4 separate regions of the Mus musculus genome follow, and regions 1, 2 and 3 are each linked to region 4. Evidence: chromatin contacts called from public Hi-C data. All regions are on one chromosome and are shown on one strand. Each heading gives the region's core, a stretch centred on a gene start, on an enhancer-like site or on the middle of the called end of the contact. The rest is flanking DNA. Distances are from core to core; before and after follow the strand shown. Region 1 overlaps Lrmda (leucine rich melanocyte differentiation associated). Region 2 overlaps Lrmda (leucine rich melanocyte differentiation associated). Region 3 overlaps Lrmda (leucine rich melanocyte differentiation associated). Region 4 overlaps Lrmda (leucine rich melanocyte differentiation associated).

Evidence for each region. Hi-C and Micro-C count contacts between places; a contact is called where the count stands out from the background.
Region 1: a Hi-C map of uterus shows a contact between it and region 4, with 2.9 times the contacts expected there. The contact joins two enhancer-like sites. A contact is called at or near these places in 19 of 484 Hi-C or Micro-C datasets (3T3-L1-derived adipocytes, the HL-1 cell line, the N1E-115 cell line and 9 more), 4 of 115 datasets of contacts at active chromatin or transcription factors (embryonic forebrain, embryonic midbrain, embryonic stem cells and 1 more) and 5 of 9 other capture datasets (adipose tissue, embryonic tail, embryonic trunk and 2 more).
Region 2: a contact with region 4 is called in a Hi-C map of pancreatic cancer cells. The contact joins two enhancer-like sites. A contact is called at or near these places in 1 of 484 Hi-C or Micro-C datasets (pancreatic cancer cells), 1 of 115 datasets of contacts at active chromatin or transcription factors (a colorectal cancer cell line) and 1 of 9 other capture datasets (adipose tissue).
Region 3: a contact with region 4 is called in a Hi-C map of uterus, with 2.9 times the contacts expected there. The contact joins two enhancer-like sites. A contact is called at or near these places in 6 of 39 promoter capture datasets (the 3T3-L1 cell line, 3T3-L1-derived adipocytes, hippocampal neurons and 2 more), 5 of 484 Hi-C or Micro-C datasets (all in uterus), 1 of 115 datasets of contacts at active chromatin or transcription factors (vascular smooth muscle cells) and 3 of 9 other capture datasets (adipose tissue, embryonic trunk and pancreatic islet).

Annotation. Positions count from the first base shown.
Region 1 is chr14:22,443,895-22,449,541 of GRCm38.p6, forward strand. All of the region lies in intron 2 of Lrmda (leucine rich melanocyte differentiation associated), which reads left to right. Among named protein-coding and RNA genes, the nearest start is that of 4930405A10Rik, 96 kb to the right of the region's middle. Within about 2 kb of position 1,522, at least 23 of the 459 cell types and tissues checked have an H3K27ac peak or open chromatin away from gene starts, as enhancers often do. A contact at or near this core is called in uterus, where this site is marked.
Region 2 is chr14:22,726,085-22,731,802 of GRCm38.p6, forward strand. The region is part of intron 5 of Lrmda (leucine rich melanocyte differentiation associated); the gene reads left to right. Gm30926 (a long non-coding RNA gene) reads right to left here. Exons shown (of 3, transcript XR_383249.2): 3 at 2,914-3,314. Among named protein-coding and RNA genes, the nearest start is that of Gm30926, 72 kb to the right of the region's middle. Within about 2 kb of position 1,682, at least 13 of the 459 cell types and tissues checked have an H3K27ac peak or open chromatin away from gene starts, as enhancers often do. A contact at or near this core is called in pancreatic cancer cells, where this site is marked.
Region 3 is chr14:22,744,046-22,750,133 of GRCm38.p6, forward strand. All of the region lies in intron 5 of Lrmda (leucine rich melanocyte differentiation associated), which reads left to right. The region is part of intron 1 of Gm30926 (a long non-coding RNA gene); the gene reads right to left. Among named protein-coding and RNA genes, the nearest start is that of Gm30926, 54 kb to the right of the region's middle. Within about 2 kb of position 2,331, at least 45 of the 459 cell types and tissues checked have an H3K27ac peak or open chromatin away from gene starts, as enhancers often do. A contact at or near this core is called in uterus, where this site is marked.
Region 4 is chr14:22,585,997-22,591,968 of GRCm38.p6, forward strand. All of the region lies in intron 4 of Lrmda (leucine rich melanocyte differentiation associated), which reads left to right. Among named protein-coding and RNA genes, the nearest start is that of 4930405A10Rik, 46 kb to the left of the region's middle. Within about 2 kb of position 1,920, at least 56 of the 459 cell types and tissues checked have an H3K27ac peak or open chromatin away from gene starts, as enhancers often do. A contact at or near this core is called in pancreatic cancer cells and uterus, where this site is marked.

The sequences.
Region 1 (5,647 bases), core at 272-2,771, 140 kb before region 4:
GAACTCAGGTCCTCTGTAAGAACAATCAGTGTTCTTTCCAGCCCTGAGTTCTTTTTTATTTTCTAGTATGGCATTTGTTTTCGTGTTGCTTTTATTTCTGCCAAGGGCCATATCATTGGTTAAGCCAGACTATTGGTAAATGCTAAGAATTTCGATCTAAGGTTGATCAGGCATTTCGTCAGTTATTTGGCATTTAGCTTATGATGATAAAATACAAGAAAATTCTTATAGGGAAATTTCAGTTTTTGCATATCTGCAGTTCTGTTTACATATTTTTGCATTTTCAGGGGATGGAAGTGGTCTCCACGCTCAGCGCTGTTTTTCCTTTTAAGTGCTGTCTCTTTTCGATACCTTCAGGCTCACCCTTCACCAAGCTTGTCATCTTCCCCAGGAGAAGTCTGTTGTGACGTCACAATGTAGCCCACCCACTCTCACTCCACATTCACATGAATGGCCTCGAGGGTTGCAGTGCACTATCGTTGAGGGCAGTTCTGACTTTCAACTGAAGAAGCCAAAGGGTGCAAACCATGCTCTAGCATTCGGGAACTAATAACTGACTCCGTGATTAAAACGGCAATAGATCGTTTGAAATGTCCTGCTGGCTTCCCAGCCCAGACAAGTACTTTGAATGTTTTTCTGACATTTAGGAAGAATGGCAGCTTTTCTTCCCCACTATATAGAGAAACATGCCAAACTCAAGGAAACCTCGGGTTTCCTTTTTAATCGTATTTAATTCAGGCCCAGTCCTTTATAGAGCTCAACAGTGTAACTTGGAACTTTCCAATTTTTAATTTCACCATCTTCTGTCTTTTTTAATGCATTTTGTCAGTGTGGAAAGCCCTCTGGTGGTCAGAATGATTCCTATGTGGCTCTTTTGCATGAATGGAATAAAATCAAGTTCATGGTAAAAGAGCTAGGTTCAAATCCTTCATCTCCTTTTCTTGTTTCTCATTCTACTTAAAACTATAACACACACACACAGACACACACACACACACACACACACACACACACACACACACACTTTTCATCAGAGCAGGGGATCCTGAGGCATTTTTACTCTAACAGCATCTTGGTGGAAAAATAGAATGAATGCAATTCCCTTATCGACATGCAAATCCCGTAGCAAGGATATTAGTGCTAAGTGCTGTGTCACTCATGACTAAACTTGAGCATGTGGCACAAAGGGGAATGGACATCGAGGTGATTCTCTCATTTTTTTAGAGGGGAAGATGGGGGCCCAGAGAGACATGATTTGTTCAAGATGTTGTGAACAGGGAACAGAGCCTTGAGGAGCAGCCAAGTCTCCTGTACTCATTTTTAGCCATGTGGTTTGAAGCATATCGGAGTTGAGTCATGCCCATAAATCCTTGGTCTCCCCATCAGGTCCCAAGGATGCCAGGTCTCAATAAACTCAGGCATGGAATGCTTCTCCCCAGGCAAATTTCAGTTCATACACCATTGGGTTGCTTTGTTCCTTGCTTGGAGCAAGATGACAAGTAGGCGTTTCCTGCTGTAGTTCAGAGAGTAGACTCAGTTGGCTGTGGGGGCTGAATGTGGCATGAACAGTCACCCTGAGCCACCCTCACCATCTAGAAGCACATTTTGGAAAGGGTATGCCGGACAGCACAATTCATCAAAAAGATGAATGACTGATGGGTGACCTATGTCTGGTGTCCTAGGAAGGCAGATATCTCAATGATGCAGAGCAGCTGGTCTGCTCTGAAATTGGCTGGAAAACCTGGCTTGTCCTTCCCTTGCCTGATGCCGTTGCTCAGGCTTACATAATTTGTCTTTGTTTGAGTCCTTGGCTATGACTGGGTCTGTAGGCACTTTCTTGGCATATCCTTTTCGTGATATGATTTCAAAGAAGCATGGGAGATATGGTGGGGTAACTGCAGCTCTCCTGGTAGATGCTTACCTCAGTTCCTAGATACAGTAGAACAGTTCCTAAATAGCAAAGACACCAGAAACTGCAGGAAAGCAAGCATATTCAGGAATGACCTAGAATCTTCTAGCATTCCTGTGCTGTTCCTCTGGTCACTGGTGCATTTTCCAGAGAGATTACTGAACCTCTTCACTGAATCCAGTGCTAAGCTTCACAAGAGCTGGGATGGGTCTGCAGTGTGTGCCTGAATAAGCATGTGCAAACTAGAGAGAGGAACAAATGAAGTGTGGGCTCAGCTCACATAGCCTGGTCCCAGCCCAGCCAGGAGGTGGGGGATTAAGTTAAACTGTGCAACCTTCTTCACTTAGCATGTGTGATTTGAATTCTTATCTACTGTGCCAGGCAGAAAATAAAAGGCAGACCCCACCTTCAAAGAACTTGAAAAATGGGTTTCTTTGTGAATACTTGCCAAGTATCTATGACAGCCCAGAATCCTGCTGGGCGCTTGAGGCAGGCAAGCAGGCTGCAGCAGAAGCTGTGGGTGTCCCTGCAGTATTGCCATTTCCAGTGCATGGCCCTAAAACTCCTTTGCCTGGAACAGGACAGGTTAGGAATGTCACTCAAGAGAAGCCTTGCCTGTGCCAGTGACAGTTTTCTGTCATGGGGTTAGCTCGGTGCCTTCTATTCAGCCTCCTGTGTCCCCTGAGCTCTAGGAAGGTCCAGCTGCCCACAGTGCTACAGAGCTTGATATTATTTGTGTGTCTTTCCTCCTTCCTCCTCCAAGGTCCTTTCTCTTGGATCTTTATTTTTATCATACATGCTAAGGTATGTCTCACAGTCTACAAATTCCCTTGGACAGAGGCTGGTCCTGATAGATGCTGAGGAGTTCAGGGGTGAAGGAACAAAGTGGAACATCTTTTGCACATAGGATCTTGGAAGGCTGCTTGGAAGAGGATACATCAGAACTAGGATCTAAACATGGCTAAGGTTTTTGCTAGGAAGCTGTGGAAAGGGAGGGCTTTCAGGGACAGCTTTTGTAAAAGTCTGTTAGCAGAAGCTGGAGGCACAACAGTTGGAAAAATTTAAGTATCTGCCATGATTCAGGGTCTGTGGGGGAAGAGGTTCAGGAATGGAAGAGCAAGGTATATATGTGACAATGAATGTGGAGATTATGACAGGGGTCACTTTATTTATTTGAATGTGAGACCAGGGTGTGTAGAGTTTACAGTGTGGATATCTTACACTGGTGTAAGTGTCCCTTTACTACCATGAAGAAGCAGGAATCATGTACACAAGGAACAGAAATTTAAGTATGAGATTATGGTGAGGCCTCTGATTGTTGGTGAATTTTCAACCAAAGAGAAAGAAGTGTTTAGAGCAGTTGGAGAGGATCAGGAAAGAGGGAAGGAGAGTCGCATATAAATAATGAATAGACTCTAGCTAAGGGAAAGGTCAAACAGAATATCTCAGTACACACTAAGGTCAAGAAATAGGGATGATCTAGTGCCGGGATGGAAATGGAATTGCTATGGGCCCCTTCCTGCCTAGATAAAAATGTCAAAATTTGCTTTTTATAACCCAGAAGAAATGCAAATATATTAGTAACATGTATTAAAAGAGGTTATTTATCCTAAAGCTAACTGATTTTCCTTATTATTCTGTTTATTATTTATTGACTTGGTGTACGTGGACATATGTGCACAAATGCATGCCAGTGTACACAAGCAGAGGTCGCAGAGAACACTGAGTGTCCTGATTTATCGCTTTTCCCCTCGTTCCCCTGGCACAGAGATTCTCACTGAGCTTGAAGCTAGCCCAGCAGCCAGCAAGTTCCCATGATCCCTCTGGCTCTGCTCCTTACACTACCAGGCTCAAACACACACTTGCGGCCATGTCTGCTTCATTACATGAGTGCTGGGGATTTGAACTTAGGCCCTCCTTCTTGTGCAGTATGTATCCTTACTCACTAAGTATCCTACAAGCTCTCCCGGTTCTAAGAGAGGAGGGAACATGTTTGGGTTGCTTATATTCTCCGTGTCCCTAGACTGTGCACCTTTGTGCATACTGGAGACTCCAGGCCAGATGTGCATCTTTAGGTCTTGGTTCCTTTCCTGGAACTACAGGTAGCTCTAGGATTTCTAGCACTAGAAAGAAATGTCAGGGCTCCCATGTGTGAGTTCATCAACAGGACATAGAGGACCAACCATGAAAGAGTCACATCTAGATCCCACATCAGGACGACCCTAGCAAAAATCCAGTAGTTTGGGCTTTTTGTCTGACTTATGGAAGCAGGCTCTATTTTGCCTGGTTTCCCTGGCAAATAATTTAAGGATGCACTGCTCCTCTGAAGCTCCGCCCTCCTACTGTGGAAAGGTGAACAGTCCCAGGGCTTGGCCCTCTCTACCTGCACTGCCACTGACAGTCTCTGACATCAAGAAGCACCTTCCTGTCTCTCCCTGTTTCTTCAGAGGTGCTCACAAAAAGGGAGCTTAGACAGCAGAGTGATGCTGTCAGAAAAAGGCCTTGTGACAAAGCCCGGGTGAGAAAACCGCCCAAGGGTTTCTTTCTTCCTTCATTTTCTCCTATTTTTTCCTCCTTCTTTTAAAAAATAGTCAAAGCACATGCAACACGTGCTTGTAAAAGGATCAGAAGGAGAGAGAAAATTGCAGCTGAAAGGAAATCTTCCTCCCCTGCCTTCCAGCTTCTCCTGAGCTTCCAGTTGTTGTAGCTGCTAGTTTATAATAGTGGGTGTTTGTGACTGTGCTGGTGTGTGGTACTGTGCTGAGGTTGCCACATAAGTGTGTATCTGTGACCAGGGATGTATTTTTTATGTGAACGTTTATGGTAGGTTTGCATGTTCATGTGAGGATGTGCATGTGTGCCTGCAGTTGGATGTGAATGTGTTTGCAGGGGTGAGGGGTCAACAATAGGTATCTGCCTCTGTCACTTCTTATGTGTTTTAGAACAGGGAGTCAGTCTCATACCAGTTCTGCTAGAGTGGCCAAACTAATGAACTCCAGGGGTGTGCTTGTCTCTACCTCCCCAGAGCTGGGACTATAGATGCAGTTTGTCATGCCTGGCCTTTATGTGGGTGCTAAAGATCCAAACTCAAGTCCCCATGTTTGCACAGCAAAGCACTTGTTCACTTAGTTAGGTTCCCAGAACCAGAAGAGACATGCTTCAATAGGTATGATTTTAGTTTGTTCTCCTAAGTTAGGAGCATGATTAGGTAAGTGAATGTGTTCTTTCTTCGTAGCAGAACTCCCCTTTCTGATAAGATAGACACTACATTAGTGTTCTTTCACAGACTCTGAATGGTGATTAGCATGTCCTAGACAAGAAGTCACCTGGAAGTCAGTGTATCAAAGAGGTACCCTGTGCTCCCAGGTTCCAGGCAACAGTGTTCACAATAACCAAGGCAGACTCACCTGACATGGAAATCAGTGGGATGCTTGACCTCAAAGGCAATAAACAGTCAGAGTGAAATATTACCTAGCAATAAAAAGGCAGGAAATCTGACTACTTAGGTGAAAACAGATAAAACAAGATACTATGTTAAATGAAAGGAGGCAGGGGTAAACAAAAACAACAGCAACACAATATGCCCTTATATAGAGAAGCTAAAATAAGTTGATCTTATAAATGAAAATCATAGAAGAGGGGTCATTCGATCAAGTAAGGGGAGGTGAGGGTGGGGACTGAGGGATTGTGGACAGTAGGTATCAAGCATGGCAAAGGAGGAAAACCAGGTTCTAGTGT
Region 2 (5,718 bases), core at 432-2,931, 140 kb after region 4:
GTGTTTGTTTTTACAGAAGTGTTTAGTTTTGGGTTGTGGCTGTGGGTAGGGGTAGTCATTAGAAAACAATGCCAGAAGGGTGTGTTGCTCGTCCATATGACCTTGTGGGCAAAGTAGGATGGAAACTTCCTTTAACCAGTACAACCGAGTCACCTTACTTTGTCCACAGCCTCCATCCCATCATAAGATAAAGGACCTGATATCTCTTCTGCTAGTAAGGAATCGTCCCTCTAATCTGCCCATGTACTGGCTGCTCTCTCCAATACTGTAAGAGAAGTGTGACAAATTAGGTGTAGTAATTGGATAGGTGGGCAAAGAATGATTCACAAGTTGAACTGCTCACAAAACCAGGACAGATTGAAATATCCCTCCTGATCCTGGGGTCAGAAAACACTGCAGGGCCAACCCAATTGGATAGAGTTTTGTAGTTGTCTTATTTGAATCCAGTATAAATGTTTAGTTGCTGCCAATGGTTGAGATGTAGCTGCTGTGACTGGCTGAGACTTAGCTGTATTTCTGAGAGTATACTCTTAGGTTAGGGTTACATTTACTGTACATAGGAAGTTAGGTTGCAGCACATTAATAAGAGTCCAGTATGGAGACCTCTATAAGCCAAATTTAACAATAGGATACAATTAATCTCCTCGTGCTTTTATGCTTGTTTCTCTTGTCCAGTGTTTGCAGCCATGATCCAAACGCCCAAGCCAGTAAACATAAACTGTCAGTTTTGTGACCACCAAGTTAAGTGCTTTGGGAGGATTTAATAAAGAAATGGTTACTCAGCAAAGAAGAAAGAGAGAGACAAGAGGGAGAGGAGGAAGTTGTGTGGGCAATTTATGAGTGTAGACAGACATGCAAGGTAATCTAAAAAAAAATGGTAACTTCAGATCTAAAGGGATCTGTGCACAGTTTATATTCATAGCTCTTTAAAGCCTGTTTCATTCTAAAGAAACCCAACCTGGAAATGGAGGATGACATTGTGTAAGAACTGGGAAGTTAAGAAAGATGAAGTGAGAGTCTCCTGGGAGGGTAAAGACACAGATCTCAGTCCTGGAGCTCAATGGAACCGATTCTGCCAACAACCTGGATGAACTTGAGCAGACCTTTCCCAAGAGTCTCCAAGTGGGACCGTTGCCCAGCCAACACCTTGATTTTAGCCTTCCCGAGACCTGAGGCAGAGCAGCCAGCTGAGCCCCTTGTACTTTTGGCCTACAGCTATGAGATCATAATTTTTTGTTCTTTAAAGCCACTAAGCCCTCGGTAATTTGCTAGAACTATGTAGAAAGCTGAACAGGAGGCCACTTCCTTGTTCATTTTTGTACTTCAGCATCAGCATCACCACCCACTCCCTCAGCCCCTTTTAATTGCTGAGACAGGATCTAACCCAGGCTAGTGTGAGACTCAAGGTTATTCTCCTGCTTCAGATTTCTAAGCACCAGGATTGCAGGCATGCACTACTATGGCTGGCTATTTCCCATTTCCCCCAGAGCACCTTCACTGTAGAGACTTCATCCTGGCATCTGAGGCCTTCCACACTGCAGTTCAATCCAGAATTCACCTCATACTCTCCTTTTTTCCAGTAAGCCCAACCGAGTTTCTCTACTAAAAACTACCATGCTTTGGGCCACTGAACACTTCCTTAGTCATGGCCTTGACCTCACAGCTAGAGCCATATGAGTCAGACTGGTCTTCCTAGTGAAGTGTAACCTGCCACAATCACTGCCACATTCCAAAGGCTACTATATGTATTTGTCTTTGGGCTTTGTCTTTGGCCCTGTATTGCTGCCTTGTCCCTCTCCTAAGGGCTCTGTGTACTCGATAATGGCAAGGATGAATGTATATATTGATCTATATGTTACTTCTTCAGGTCTAACACAAGAATCAGCATGCTGGATATGACCTGTCAATGGGTGTGTTGTACTCAGGAAAGCCTTTTGATTTGTGTAAGCACTGCACTTTTTCTTGTTTGTGGTCAGGTTTAAGTATCACCAGAGTGATAACTCCTTCAATGTCATGACATTGAGCTGATTTTTTTCTTCAACTTTATCTTAGTAGCTCTTTGAACGTCACTATTTTGGTCTCAAAGAATGGATACTTTGCAAATGTGGGACTCATCCCCTTGTGCTTGTGACTACTTCCAATGTTGACAGGCCATCTGATGTAATTTCTGAGCATCAACGTGTATATCACTTTGAAATTATGTCAATTCCTTTGCTAACGACACTGACCAAATATCTGACAGAAGCATGTAGGATTTTACAGGCCAGTCATGCTGTGGGAAGCCACAGCTATTGGTATGAGCCAAGCTTGTTCATATCTAGACTGTAAATCAAAGCACATATTACCTACAAAGCCGAAGGTTCACTTCTGCTAGTTGGGCCACAACCCCAAAGGTTATATAACCTCTCAAAACAACATCACCAGATGAGAAACAAGTGTTCAGGCCCATAAGCCTTTAGCAGGTATTTTAGACCCAAGCCCTAATAGTCACCTACCTTATACATGGAAAGGCAGCAGAACGCTTGGGCAGGGGATCATAGCCATGGGATGGACTGTAAGCCTTTGACTTTTTCTCACTGTAGCTTTCTATTCTTCATTCCATACTAAAAAGACAATTTGATGGATGAAAGCACTGGGAAGAGGCTAGAGATTCATAAAAAGTGCGAACACATACAGCTACAAATGAGTGGGCAGATCCACCACCTTCTCTCCAGAATCAAATCCGTCTGCCATCGGCATGCACAGGGTAAGATGAGACAGGCAGAGCTGAGCCTTGGCTTAATTACACATAATTTGGGTGGCAGCTGAAATGCAAACCTAAACACTCAATCAGCTAAAGATACACAAAATTAAGCATTTCACACAGTGTCCAACCCCTTCAATCTTTATTAATACTTTAATTATGTTAATTATACCATGGTTTCAAGCCCCGCTACTACAACACGCAGGGGGTGGAGGTGGGGGAAGAGGCAGACCTCTCAGCAACACAGCTATGCGATCACTGTATGTGAATTAAAAGTATGAATTGAATACAAAGTAGGGGAAATCACAGATCCATAATTCAGCAGTTTGCTCGCTCGGGCTCTTCACACTCCTTTCCTCCATGACTGACAGTGTTCCTGGAGGCTGAGCCTAAGCCCCTCCCACTTTTGACATGCAATATACATAGTAAGTGCTCAGTAAACTTTAGTCAGCTTCATTTCTGATTAACTCCAATGAGATGAAACAGTATGTTTAGAGATAAAAGGAAAGGCAGGGGAAACGATAACTTGTTCGCAAGATGAGAGGTGTGGGTGCCAGGAGTGGGTCAGGATCTGTAAAAAGAACACAGGACAGAAAATGATCAGGGCCCCAGAGGTTCACCATGTTACTTTGAAGTCCTTCTGGTGTCTGGTCCTATTCTTCCCCTGCTGTCCCTGAACAATGAGAAGAGCCACAGGACTATGGCCCTCAAACTGCTCTTCTTCTCTGCCACCATGAGGAGCCCTGTTGTAGGGACCTTTGTCGGGGCATGAGGAGTAAGAGCTCTCTTGAAATCTGTGTGTCTTATGTGCTTCCCAGCTAAGGCTTCCTTTCCAAGAACCTGCTGGAAAGCAGTCTGCAGGTTCCTCCTGTAGTGGCGTTCATGTTCTGCAGCCTCCTGCCCACCACCTTTCTCCATTCTGCATTATGCTTTTCTACCCTTTGACAGACGACCTCGCTATAGCAATGCCCTCTGGCTCTAGGTGTATGTGCCTTGATTTTTCCTCTCCATTCCTAGCCTCCCTCCCCATGGATTTATGTCACATCTCCTATGCTTTTGCTAAGCCTCTACTGAATTGCCCTTCCTCCTACTCTGAAATGACCCCTGACATCAATGACAATTCACTAAATCTAGGTCAGGGTTACCTTCTCTGTGAAGCCTTCCCAGCCCTAAAGTAGTCAGTGAAACTTACTTGTTTCCAAATCCCCATGGTCCTCAGCATCTGACCAGTTTTACTTTTTGGCTACAGATTTTCCTGAAAATCTGGGTTCTGGGGTGAAGAGGCTTCCAGCCATCTCTGCAGGTGCATTCCCCCACCTTAGACTAAACACACAACTCTCAAAACACATACGTATTTGACAAGGGTTAACCGCATAAAATCAGTCAATCTATTGCTAGGGAGAATTCAGTTGCCCAAACTGCTCTCATCAATAACTGTATTTTTTTTTTAAATCTCTGCCGTAATAGTTTGCTGAGCAGAAACAAAACTCAGCAAACTATTAAGGCAGAGATTAAAAAAAAATCTCTGTCATCAGAATGACTTGTACAGGATAGGATTTTAGGCTTGGCTGGACAGACCATGGACAGAACTGACATTTGTTGGGAGCGTCATTTTAACATCACCAGAGGAAACCTTCAAGATCCATCCATCTGGTGTGGCAATGCAGTATTTACTGCATACAGCAATTCAGTCAGTTTGCTCTTGGTGTGGATTGGTTCTCTGAGTCACCTTCTTACCCAGGTCTCTTTGTTAAGCTAAATATCTTCCCAGCCCTATAAATAGTTTTGCTGTTCTCTGCTCATCTTCCCGGTCTAATAGATCACCACTAGAGCTTCCCATGCGTGTATTCGGGGTCAAACCCCAAGACAGTGATGCTATCCCTTCTCAGTCATGAACCCCGAAATGGGAGCTGATGTTGAGGAAGGAAATGCTTGCTAGTTTTATGGTTTTGTAGCAGAAACAGAAAGTTCTCATTGTCACAGACCTCAAAGGTTAACAAAAGGAAAGATGGCCCATAACCATTAACCAATAGATAAAGATGGTTATTTCAAATAAACTAGGCTAGAATGGAAATATGCAACTAATATCAGTTTAGTTTCTTCCCAACCAAGGCTTTTTCCTCTCCTCTCCTCTCCTCTCCTCTCCTCTCCTCTCCTCTCCTCTCCTCTCCTCTCCTCTCCTCTCCTCTCCTCTCCTTCCTCTCCTCTCCTCTCCTCTCCTCTCCTCTCCTCTCCTCTCCTCTCCTCTCCTCTCCCCTCCCCTCCCCCCTCCCCTCCCCTTCATCTTTTTCTTTTTCTTTTTTTCATTTCTTTCTCCTTTTTTTGGGCACAAGACATTATAATCACACACAAAAACCCAGTGTAGAATAATATAAAAAGACCAGCTATTAAATACAGTGGGAATTGGGGAAGAGAATTTACTACAGAAAATTAGAAAGCATCAAACTGATAGCTCTATTTTTCATACCCAAAGCTCCTTTTTATGTCATTGCCCTTATACATAGACCTCCTTTTTAATTTTGGAGAAAATGTACCTGTCAATGTATATTTACTAAATAATAATTCATACCCCAAATAAAATATGGGTATTGCTAAGTAGACCTTGTAACAAGAATGAGACAGAAGGGTGTTCACAGTGGGCTAATGATAATGTCAACCAAAGCCCAGCAAAGGTTCATGTTTTCATTAGTACTGCAGGTGAATGTATATAATTTGTCAGCCTATAGGGTTGCAGATCCCTTTAGCTCCTTGGGTACTTTCTCTAGCTCCTCCATTGGGAGCCCTGTGATCCATCCATTAGCTGACTGTGAGCATCCACTTCTGTGTTTGCTAGGCCCCGGCATAGTCTCACAAGAGACAGCTACATCTGGGTCCTTTCGATAAAATCTAGCTAGTGTATGCAATGGTGTCAGCGTTTGGATGCTGATTATGGGGTGGATCCCTGGATATGGCAGTCTCTACATGGACCATCCTTT
Region 3 (6,088 bases), core at 1,081-3,580, 160 kb after region 4:
TTTTGCTTGCATGTATATCTGTGTGAGGGTATTGGATCCCCTGGAACTGAGATTACATATTCTAGCTGCCATGTAGGTACTGGGAATTGAACCCAGTTCCTCTAGAAGAACACACAGTGCTCTTAACCTCTAAACTATCTCTCTGGTCCCAGCTGGATGTCTTTGGAAATAACCTCTACATTGGCTTCAAGCTAGAGAACCACAGGACACATCTTCCAGGCTTCCATTGCACAGCCAGTAATGGCTCTGGAGAAGTAGAAGATATTGTTGCTTACAGTGATGGGTTGACTATTTGCCAAATATAAGGCAGGATTAGGCTAGGATATAGTGTTGAGGTATAGAAGGGGAAGTTCATTGTTTGGAGGAGAAAATTAAAAAAATATCTACATGAGGAAGAGTGTTCAGGCTGCCCAGAGATCTGCAGGTTGCCCAGGCGGTCAACATTCTTGCCATATGGCTGGTGTGGACACTGGAGAGCAGGGCAGATGTTTAATAGGAATTGTTGGTCGTGATTAAATCCTAAATAGCCACATACAGTCAAGACTGTGCTCAGAGGGAGATATTGAACCTTCTAAGACCTTCTTAGAAATAGGATCCTAGAAAGCAAAGCTTTGGAGAAAGAAATGAACTAGTCCCGTTGGTAAGTGTGGGAGCTAGGAAGTACTTGGGCTAGATTCAGGATACTTGGATCCTTTTCTTTGATAGCTGCTGTCAGCACCTAACCTGAGTGACCTGTTGTCTTTGACATTGACTGGGGTGCCTAGCCAGTCCAGAGACTCAGTCTGCTCTAACTAAATCACTTGCGTTTCCCTGAAATCCAGCAGCACAGCAGAGCTGGGGGTCAGGGGGAGCTGCCTCTTACAAGCCCATCAATCATTGCCTATTGAGTCAGTTGTCCCCACAGAGAGGAAAGTTGGCATCAGAACCAACGCTGTTCAATGGTGCTGAATCAAAGCTCAAAAGCATCACCCCGCATCTGAAGTGACTGTGGGTCTGTCGGTAAATACTAGGAGAAAAGACTTCCTTGGCTCTAATTCTAGCTCTCGGTTCTACAAAAGTAGATAAAATCTGTGGGAAAGATGAGTAAACACCATTAATTAAATGAGGTATTTATTCTTGGCTTAAATTAGAAAAATTACTTTAAGAGCAGAAAATCTCAATTAAAACAACCAGCCTGATTTTATTTTATTTTTCACTGTTCAGAAATGGGGAAGAGAGCAGGAGTAAAACAAATATATATTTAGGGATGACACCATCTTGGCATTTCCAAGCTTTCGTTTCTAAATATATTCTTTATCTGAGCTGTCTCCCAATACTTTTAATATAATTAAAAGCACATAATGAGTGCCAGACTTGTCAATTCCAACAACAAAGTGCTGAGTTTTGCAGTGAAACTGAGAGATCCATCTCCCACACATTGTAATGAATAGGTTCATAAAAGGAAAATAGTTTAATTACATTTTAGTTCATGGATTGTTAATAGGCTGGAGTATCTAAATTGAATAATGTGATTCTGGTAATAATTATGTGTAAATGAACTTGTTTAAATGATATTTTACAGCTTCTTTATAAAATTACAGCTAGAGGCAATCCAGTGATAGACAGACAAAGGCCATGCAAAAATTATCATAAACTATTAGCTTGTTTGCAAAGGGTTTTATGTTAATCTTTTAGTACTTAAAGCAATCTGCAATTAACATATCATGGGGAGCTGCCTCAGAGCAAAGGCATGCAAATTGAAGTGCTTAGATAAAAAGCCATTCATGTTGGGGGTGAAAAAGAGAGAGAGAAAGAAAGAAAAAGGAAAAAAAAAATCAAAGAAAGGGTGGTAAAGTGCTCAGAGGGTGCTGGTTGTATATCTGAGATTAGGGAGGTGTAATGACTGTATTATCTAACTATGGTTGTAATTAAAGCGTTTCTCTTGCACACATGACAATAGACACCACATTGATTTCAGGGTTTTAATTGTGAAAGTCATTTTATTTCAGGGCACAGGATAGGAATAGCTTGAATCAAAGGGCTAGAAGATTGCTTTGTTGATAATATGTGTTCAACAGCTGCCTGGCTGCTTAATACACAAGTGGGAGAAGGCAGCAAGAACCAAGTGGGAAGTGCTGAGGATTGTGAGTCTCCTGCTGGCTGCCTTTCCTTTTATGAAAAAGGCAGGGAGCTGGGTACTGAGTGTAAACAAACAGGCTTTCAAGCCTCACCCCTTCTTTCCTCCCTAACTTGGCAGAACAAAAGAAGTCTTCAAGGGCCCTGAACTAACTCCCCTTGCTGCGCCTGGGAAGCAGCAGAAGCTTATGCCAAGTCATAAAACCATCCTCGCTGGTGGAACTAGCACCTCGCTAATGGAGAACAAAGGTCTGTGAGGGGCTGTGGTAGCTAGGATCACACGTACCCTCCTGACAGGCACAGTTGACTGGGAGATCAGGTTATTTACATTACATTACAGTTCTAGCCACAAAAATCTTGCACTCTCTTAGTTTGAGTTTAAGGGGTTCCTTATCAGAGTCTATATACAAATTCCAAGTGGGAAATTAAGTGAGGGAAAGAAAATCACGTCCAATCCCAGAGCAAAGGGAAGACTAGCAGGGAAGGGAGCTAACTCAGCCGGGACTTTCTGCAGTATCACATCCATCACATCCATCGTATCCAGGGGTACTTTTTTTTTCTTAACAGTTCAAAGCACTGGTGAAACTAGTGAATTCTTTCCTTGCTACTCATCTGGAGAACAGCATATTTAAAAGTGTGACACTGCTAAATAATAGTAGACATGGTTTGCAGGTAAGTGTACCTTTAACTGATACAGTTTAAAATGACCAGAAACCAAAATGTAAAATAAAATAAAATGATGATGATGATGATGACAATGATGATTTATTTAGTGAGTATTGTCCTAAGCAGTACTCAGTTTGTTACTGACTCCTCATAACAACATCAAGGAGGTTCATGGAATGCTCTCCATTAAAAAAATAAATAAACAAATGGTACTACTAATAATAACAAAACTAATAATAAATAAACGGAAACCAAGGCTCAGAGAGACCAAGAAAATTGCCCAAGGTTGCACATCTAGTCAAGTGGCAGGTGAAAACAGAGGGAATCTTCGATCCTTTGGTAGTCTATAAAGTCCCAGAAGCCTATTCAGATTAGTGATTTATAAATAGAAAAATAAAAATATTATGAGAAAGCAGAATAATCTTCTTAAATATCTTGCTATAGAGATATGTAGGGGGTCAGTTTTGGTGATGTGAACCTTTACTCATAGCAGTCAGGAGGCTGAGACATGAGGATTGCTGTGTTCAAGATCACCTTTGGATATATAGTGTGTTCCAGTCTAGTCTGGGCTATCCAATGAGACCCTGTATTAAAGGAGGAGGTGGGGGAGAGAGGGAAGAAGGAGGAGGGAGGAGGAAGAAGAGGAAAAGCAAAAGAGGGAGGGAGGCAGGGAGATACAGAGTGAGGGACGGATGGGGTAAAATCACAGCTTCCTGATTTCTTCATTCATGGGATTCTTTGTTGATGCAAAACCAATATCTGAAAACCAATCCAATAGATGCCGTCATTCCAAAGAACTATGCTATCTGATGCAGTTCAGATACGGTCAGCCTATTTTCCAGTTCCAAACTCCTGGCCGACCTGACCTTGTGCTTAGCACTTTTTGTCATCTCTGTCTGCCAGCTCATTCCAGGTTGCATTCTTACATGCATGACCTGAGATTTCTCCATGAAAAAGAAGCCTACACAACCATGGTTCTAACATTTTTTTAGCAGAAGAAATCTTGGTTTAAATTGCATCTTCTAATGATCGTGAATAGGTAATGCGATTATGACATCAACATGGCCAAAATGCATGTAGAAGATTGAATATCTCAGGTTTCCCTCATATTCCACTGAAGTGCAGGAGGGCTGGTGAGCACTAAGGTTCTGGTCAAGCAGTTAGGGAATGCCCTGGGGAATGACCTCAGCACTCTGGCTTTCCATGTGGCATCACAAGGAAGGAAAGGCAGACTTCCAGGACCAGGACACTTGCCACTCACAAGCTTCGTGACCTAAGACACACGTGTTCCCTTATCTATAAAAACAAAACAAAAGAATTAACATCGCAGACAGTTGGGATGGCTCAATGTAGTAATGTTTATAAAATTCTTATGTAGAGTGTGATGTAAGACTATGCTTGATCAGTGATAGATTTATTATAGTAATTTATGCCATTGGCTTTCTAGGACTACTATAATGAAGTACCGCCATATGAAAACATATTCTTTTATATTTCTAGAAGTCAAAATGGTGTCAGCAGGGCTCTGCTACTTCCCAGATTCTCTAGATCAGTGGCTAGATCAACCTGTGGCAAACTTCTATTTCCAAAAACATTTACATTATGATTCATAACAGTAACAAAATCACAGTTATAAAGAAGCATCAAAAATAATGTAATGATTGGATGGTCACTACAACCTGAGAAATCATATGAAAGGGTCATAGCATTAGGAAGGGTGAGAGCCATGTTTTAGATAAATCTTACTTAGCTTCTAGGCGTTGCCTAATTCAAGCACTACACCATTGTCTGCATCTCTTACCACATGCCCTGCATCTCTTACTACCTGCCTGTCTTCTCCTTGGATATCTTCTCCCATGGTACTCTTTGATTTGTGCTTTCACATCATCTTACAAGATCAATTGCCAAGAGCTGGGGAGCAAGTTCAGTCAGTAAAGTGCTTGCTGTTATAAAAGAGAAAGAAATAAAAATATGTTATTTGGGGTGTGGTGAGGTGTGGGGGAAGGGGGTGTCTCAGTGGTCCCATGTCAAGGCATCCCTTTCCCTGGAGGGACCAGCCACAGGATGGTATACTATAGAATAGAGTTTATTTAGGGCATGGGGAGGGAAGTTAAGAGGGTAGTAGAGGCAGAGAAAGGCAGAGAGAATAGAGAGAGGCTGGCCATGAACATGTGGAGAGAGAGGGGATGGATGGGAATGGGGAAAGAGGGGGAACAAAGGGGAGAGAGACAAAGGAGAGAAGCAGTAGAGAGGAGAGAGAGAGAGAGAGAGAGAGAGAGAGAGAGAGAGAGAGAGAGAGAGGGAGGGAGGAGGGGGCAAGCATCCCTTTTATAGTGAGCCAGGCCTACCTGGCTGTTGCCAGGTAACTGTTGGGATGGAGCCCAGACAGAATACCAACATTTGCCATTGTAATCATGAAGACCTGAGTTCAATCCCCAGAATGCACATTAAAAAAATCTAAATATAATGCTATGTGCTAATAATGCCAACACTAAGCATGGAGACCCACTCCAGGCCACTGAGGGCTGTTGTTTCCAAAACCAAGGTGGATAGTACCTATGGAATCTCTCTAAGGTTGTCCCTCAGCTTCTACATTTAATGACATATATGTGCATATGTGCACTCACACCTGTAGAAAAACACATTCACACATAGACATACATGGGACACACAGAAACATACACATACACACACATGAGCACACCCATCACATTGGATTAAGGAGCCCAATCTCTAGTATAATTTTATCTTGAACCATTGTACCTGCTGTGATTATTTCCAAATGAGCTCAAACTTTCAGGCACTGAAGGTTAGTATTATCCTGCCTTCTAAGGGGATACAGTCCAACCTATAACAACTAGGGACCTTTGCAACACAAAGTCATCTGCATGACTGTACCCGGGGCTCTTTGGGTCCCCTGTCTTATGAGGCAAAGCCTTAGCCTGTCATCATACAGGTGTGTATGCTCTGTGGAATTGAGTGAGGGACAAATCAGCAATTCTCCTGTATTTCAATCCAGAGAAAACAAGTGAGTCTTAGGCCTTTGCTGAGAGCCTTGGAATAGAGAAGAGGGAAAATATCTCTAAACAGCATCGTGCATACTGCTTAGAGGTAGATGGTTCAATGCCTTTCACAACCTCTCAGCCAAGTCCACATCAGTAGACAACCAGGGTCCTCCCATCCCTAGAATGGACAAAATGTTTATTTAGCAGTTCTTAATTGAGTTGATATTTACTTATGATGGTAAGCAGATGACTAATTTATTGCTGAGTTCAAGTAGTCAGACAGTGAGGAGATCATTATGAAG
Region 4 (5,972 bases), core at 670-3,169:
GTAGGCACCTAGACATCCTCCATCTTGGCTATTGCTAGCACTAAGTTTAAGATGTATTTTGAAAGGTCAAGTTCAAAAATGTTTACCTAATAAACATGTTTCACAAATGAAACATTGTTTGAATGTTTCCTTTTTACTTTCTGACTTTTTTCTCCATATTTTTGTTCGATTTGTAAACCACATGTAACTTTTATATGCTTATAAGTATGCATTTGTATTACCTATTTATGTATATATATATACAGACACACTCACACATGTCCATTTATTCATTCATGCAACCAAACATAATATATGAATACAATTATAGATAAATAATTTTTTAGGATGAGAGAGAGCGAGGAGCAGGGAGAAAGACAGGAAATAGGATGAATTTCCCATTTGTTCTGTTTGGTCTCAGATATAGAGCTTAGAGAGGTGAAAAGGGTAGAGAAAGGCAAATACTTCACTGTTGATTTTGTAACTGGGCAGCTTGACAAAGCAGACTAAGCTTCACTGTATGGCAGTAAGATCTGAAAACCTAATGTGGAGCTCCATTCCAATAGGACGACTTAAAACAGGGATGGCTGTCTAGATCAGTGGTCCTGAGACAACTTGGAGTCAGCTCAGCCGCTATGATTCTTTTGGCAGCAGACCACGTTTTACTATGTGACCCCATGTTATACATTCCATCATTTGTGTTCCTCTCACTGCTATAGACATGTGTACATGGAGAGAAGGATTACCACTGAGCAAAAGCAGAGTCCTTGTCTCTTGAAGCTGAATGCAAACCTCAGTCATGGGAATGTGGCTACGTGACTATGCTGGGGTGTTTGGGATTACTCTCCCTTCGTAGGTATCCGATCCAGTAAGCCAGTAGCAACTATCATCCAGACTCAATCCAAGTCTGAGTTGTGGGTCAGTGTTTTTGCAGTAAGTTTGTTTCTCTAAGAGCAATCCTCGTGTATCCACCTTGGCAGTCCCCCAAGCATGTCCTCCCCGTCTCAGGTCTGTGTTGCTGGCAGGATGTGAGAGATGGGGCTGAGAAGGCTGTTTGTTTGTGTATTTATGACAATACTGCCTTGAGGGACAGGAATCAAGAGCCTGCACACAGCCCAAATCACATCTAGCCACAATTGCCTTTGAAAACCTATAAGTTATCCACACAGTGACTGGTAGATGCTCACACTTGGAGAAAAGGCAGCCACCAGGAACAATAGAGGTCTTAAATGTGTTCCTACTCCGTTACAAATTCACTACATCATCTTGTGAAATGCTGGACTGGTTCTCTAATGTGCTTAAATTTTTTATTCATTTTATTTTAATTGTTGACTTGAAAAGCACTCTTCCCTGTATTTGGAAGAGTGAGATGTGGCCATGGCATAGCTCAGCTCTGTGGTCTTTCCGCAGGCTTGATTTCTTCATCCTGGTTGGTGATTCATTTACCCCTGAGAAGTTTTAGGGTTTCACAATATGGCTTTTGAATCCAGAGTTCCTGTGGCATATGTGTTTAAACAAAGCAGAACAATGGCCTATCCCACGTTGGGTAAACTATTTTCCTGCCCCTTCATCCACAAAGTGTGAGGTCTACCTTCTCTCTGGCTGTCACGGAAATCATCATAGTGGAAGCTCTATGTAAATTTGTACGGCATTTTTGCTAGCAAATGACTTAAGCAATGAATGATACTTCTACAGTTTACTGTTTTTCACTTTAAGTGTGGTTTTGAACAATGCTTCATCTATTAATCATTTAAGCAATAGCATTCAGAAGCAGGAACCTGTGGTTCATTTAGTGCTGTTGAAAAAAAAAATTCCTATTGATTGGCATCCTCTGTGGTCATGTGATGTAATATTTATGTCACCCAGCCATACATCAAAACAAGTGTGTCTGCTGTTTTGTTTCCATGGGAGATGTTGACTTCAAAGTTTTCAGCTCAGGCTTAGTTCATGTGTGACTAACCACCAGACCTGGAATGGGAAATGACTAGGTTTGTGTATATTGTTCTCTCTGTTCCATCTTTCCTACCCTTTTCCCAGTGCCTAACCCTTTGGCTTCCTCATTTACCTTTGTGTACATAGTTGGACTTTCTTGGCATCCATCCCCACAGTAATACAGGCTCATTAAATTTCTCTGTGAACATGGGCGTACTACTGAGTGGTTGAGCAGAGCCCGGGGCCTGTTGTTGTAGGAGTATAACCATGCCTGGATTCCCTTAGCCATTTGTGTTTGCTCATGGCTGAGAAGTGAGCGGGGTCTGAACTCATTTGCATTTCGCTGTGTGGATAAGGCACTGCTGTTGCATGAATATGAACTTGGGCCTCTTGCAGATTTTGATACCATACAAAATGCATATAGAAAGTCAGGGGTGGAAACCTGGGTGCTCAGAATAGTTTCTCTCTCTCTCTCTCTCTCTCTCTCTCTCTCTTTCTTAAAGATTTATTTACTTATTTATTTTTATGAGTATACTGTAACTGTCTTCAGACACACCAGAAGAGGGCATCAGATCCCATTACAGATGATTGTGAGCCAACATGTTGTTGCTGGGAATTGAACTCAGGACCTCTGGAAGAACAGTCAGTGCTCTTAAACGCTGAGTCATCTCTCCACCCCCTTCCTATTTTTTTTTTTTTCTTCTGGCAGTTTTTTTTTTTTTTTAAGAGAGAGAGAGAGACTAAGAGATAGACTGATTTGCTGATAGGCAGAGAAAGGAGAAAGGAGAGAGAGAGAGAGAGAGAGAGAGAGAGAGAGAGAGAGAGAGAGAGAGAGAGAGAGAGACATGACTAGATAATAAGGTGGTGAAATTCCAAGATGGCTGATTTCTTCCTTATACTCCTGACCTGAGAGAAAAGCCTAGGAGCTTAAAAGAAAGATTTTTTTTTTTTTTAAATCTCACCACCAGGGAACTCAGCCTATGGACAAGTTCAAGGCCACGCCAGGACCTGTTTACCCCAAAGATACTGACCTATTTGCCTCCTTGCCTTTGTTCAAACTAAGGAACTCTAAACTTGGGGAAGAAAGACTCCTCTCACAGACCCTTAACGCTTCAGTCCTGGAGGAGATCTGAGTTTAGCTTTCCCCGTTGCCTCTGCAAAGCAGGGCATCTCTTTCTTCATGTGCCTGCCTTCTGTGTGTTTCCTCACCCCATAAAAGCCTTTCTTTGACCGCTGATTCTGTCTGCTCCTGTTCTATGTTCAGGATTTCTCCACTGCATCCTGCCTCACTCCAGATATTTCTTGTTTTCTCCTTCTTCATCTGGCAGAGAAAACAAACCCCGTGAAGACCCCTGGATGCTAACACCTTCTTATCTTTTCCTTCAAGAAGAATGATGGCTGAAAGTCAGCAGAGACTTAATGCCGAACATCACCTTTCAGACAAGAAACCTGGGCTCTCAGGCTTGACGCTGGTCTTCTGTGGCTTAGCTCTGTTGTGCATTTTCTTTCAATTTCTGTCCCTTCAGGCTCTGGTTGTTTCCTCCAGTCCCCCACCCCACTCCACCCTCTGTATTCCTTAAAACTTTAAATTATTTAAAATATGAGGCCCTTTCTTTGTTCCCTGGTAGGCAGCAGCCTGGGGGCCTGCCCAGTGTCTGTAGCACTCCACCAAAGGAAAGGTAGGAGGGACCCTCTGGTGGTGTCTGGGGCCACCTTGGGCTGCCACCCAAGGCTGTTTCCCACTAAATAGGAGCTGTAAAACCTGTGGCTTATATAAACCAGCTAGCATTCCCCAGCTAATCTACAATCTGGGCTTTGATGATCACAAGAAAGCAAAGGTCACGACCCAGAGATCAAAGCGACAGAAGCCCACACAGTAATTGCCGGTTACCCTCCATACAGGCCCTTGGACTGTCCTGTGGGTGTATTGTTTGCACAGAGACTTCAAACATGCTGTCAGTGAACTGAGAGCAAAATCAGCTGGCCTTTGCCAGTTGTCAGGCCAATTCATTAATGCTGGAGGTGCGCTCACCTCAGCTCATTAGAGCGAGGTCATCACCATCATTGTTGTCTCTCAGAGCATCTGGAGCCGTCCCACTCAGTCCTTTGTTCATGCTGCCTTGGTCCTCATTGGTGTTTTCTGACTGCCTCTTTCTGGAGGTGGGAGGGGGTGGTCATGCAAGGCATTCAGGTGAGTCTGGTGTATCAAGAAGGGACTGTATGCATCTATTTATTGTCAATCAACTTTGAGCACAGAGACCCCAAACAAATTAGTGTTTGAAGGAGGCGAAGGCCCATTCTCATGACTCAGATAGAGAAAGTAAGGCTCAGGAAGGTAAGCTCAAAACCTTATAGCCCAAGCTATCTGCTCTGCCCTGAAAGCTCCCTCCACCAACTTTTCATGGTGACAACCTCTTTTCCTTGGCACCCTGCCCCCAATCTCTAAGAGCTTTGGTCTCTCAAAGAAGCTGTGTCTAAGCCCTTGCTGTTTTCTCTCATTAGTCAAACACCTTTAGCAGTTGATCCATGCTCTCAAGCAGCGTGAGATGGCCAGTAGTATTAAACAGAGTTGATGTAATCCAGTTGACAGGCAGGAATCACATTGTCTTGTTGGCATCCTTGCCCTGTTCTGTTAGGTTGGGAATGGGAGGGCAGGGGGCGGGGGGGGGGGGTGGCGACTGAAACCATCCGAAGGCTCATCCATAGCTGCTTTCAAGGCACCAGGCAGAGGATCAGTAACTTGTACTTTGTCTCTGCACTCTCCGTGTATGGGAGTGAGAAGATGTTGGGAAACAAAGGGAGGAAGCATTGCTTGCCATAAGTGGAATGGATAAGCCATCCAGTACTCTGGAGCCTGGCTCTCCCAAGGACTCATGAGAGGCTTGCACTATTTCCAGGAACGAAGTATGGCTGCCAACTCCACCAGCAGATCTGAGGGGTCTATGGCATGAGTCTGTGGTTTATACTCTGACTGGGGAACAGGCCATCTTTCTGGGGGGAACGTGGTAGGCAGGGCGAGAGAAGGTTTGCCTTTCTTTTTGACATCTAGGCAAAAAGTACTAAGGCTGTTGATATTAGAATAAAACAAATAGATTCTTCCATAGTAACAAAAGGATTGAAATTGTTCCTCCCTCCTTCCAGATTTAGCTTTGTCCTTAAAGGGTCCTTTAAGGAAAATCTACCATTTTACATGGAGAGAGGGAACCTCTGGGTGGTGGCCTCTCAGTTTCAGGAAATTTGGAGACAAGTGGGGATATAAGCACCTTTGCAGAGCTGCCAGTTCTCCTGATAACCTCCTTTTCCATATCACAGCAAGCAGGGCCTCTAAGTCCCACCACCTCTAGCCCTGGGGGCTTCCCTCCAGCCACCTTGAGAAGGTCAGGGAAATTGGAGTTGCCCTCTGTAGCTAGGGACATGAGACTTAACTGGACTGATCTCCTCTCATTAAGCAGTGCCCTGGCTTAACAAGCGGTTTTATAAATCTGAAGCTGTCTCCAGGTGTCACAGGATTTATGGACAGGGGGGTTCTGCCATAAAGTGGTTTATGATGGCTGCCTTCTGTGTTATTAGTAGCTGTCTCTTCCCTCAACCATTGCTGTTTGATAATAGCCTTAAAACACCCAGAATTACTTACCTGCAAGTCCCATTCCCGATAGCCCCTGTTGACAGTCTGAATAAGTTTACTGGCCTTTTGTTGTTCTTTTCCTTCAAAACAAACTGATTGAACCATCAATAGCTCCTGTGAGCTGACAGAGGGATGTCATCTGGACTAGCCCTTGTGATTGCAGGTTATCTGGGGGAGTTAACCTCTCCACATTGTTAACTGAAATGTTTTATGTACTATGCAACTTTAGGATACGGCTGTGATAACCCCCAGTAACTAAGTCATACATCACGGTAAAGAGATTTGGGTGCAACAAATAACCCCCGGATTAAATTTACAAGGGCTGAATTGATATTGTAAAAGCCTTCGTTCTGAGGCTTCGGGAATCTGCTCTCGTGTTTTTATGGCAAGCTTGTATTACACTCAGGATTGAAGCTGCAGCTTTTGCCACTCTGAC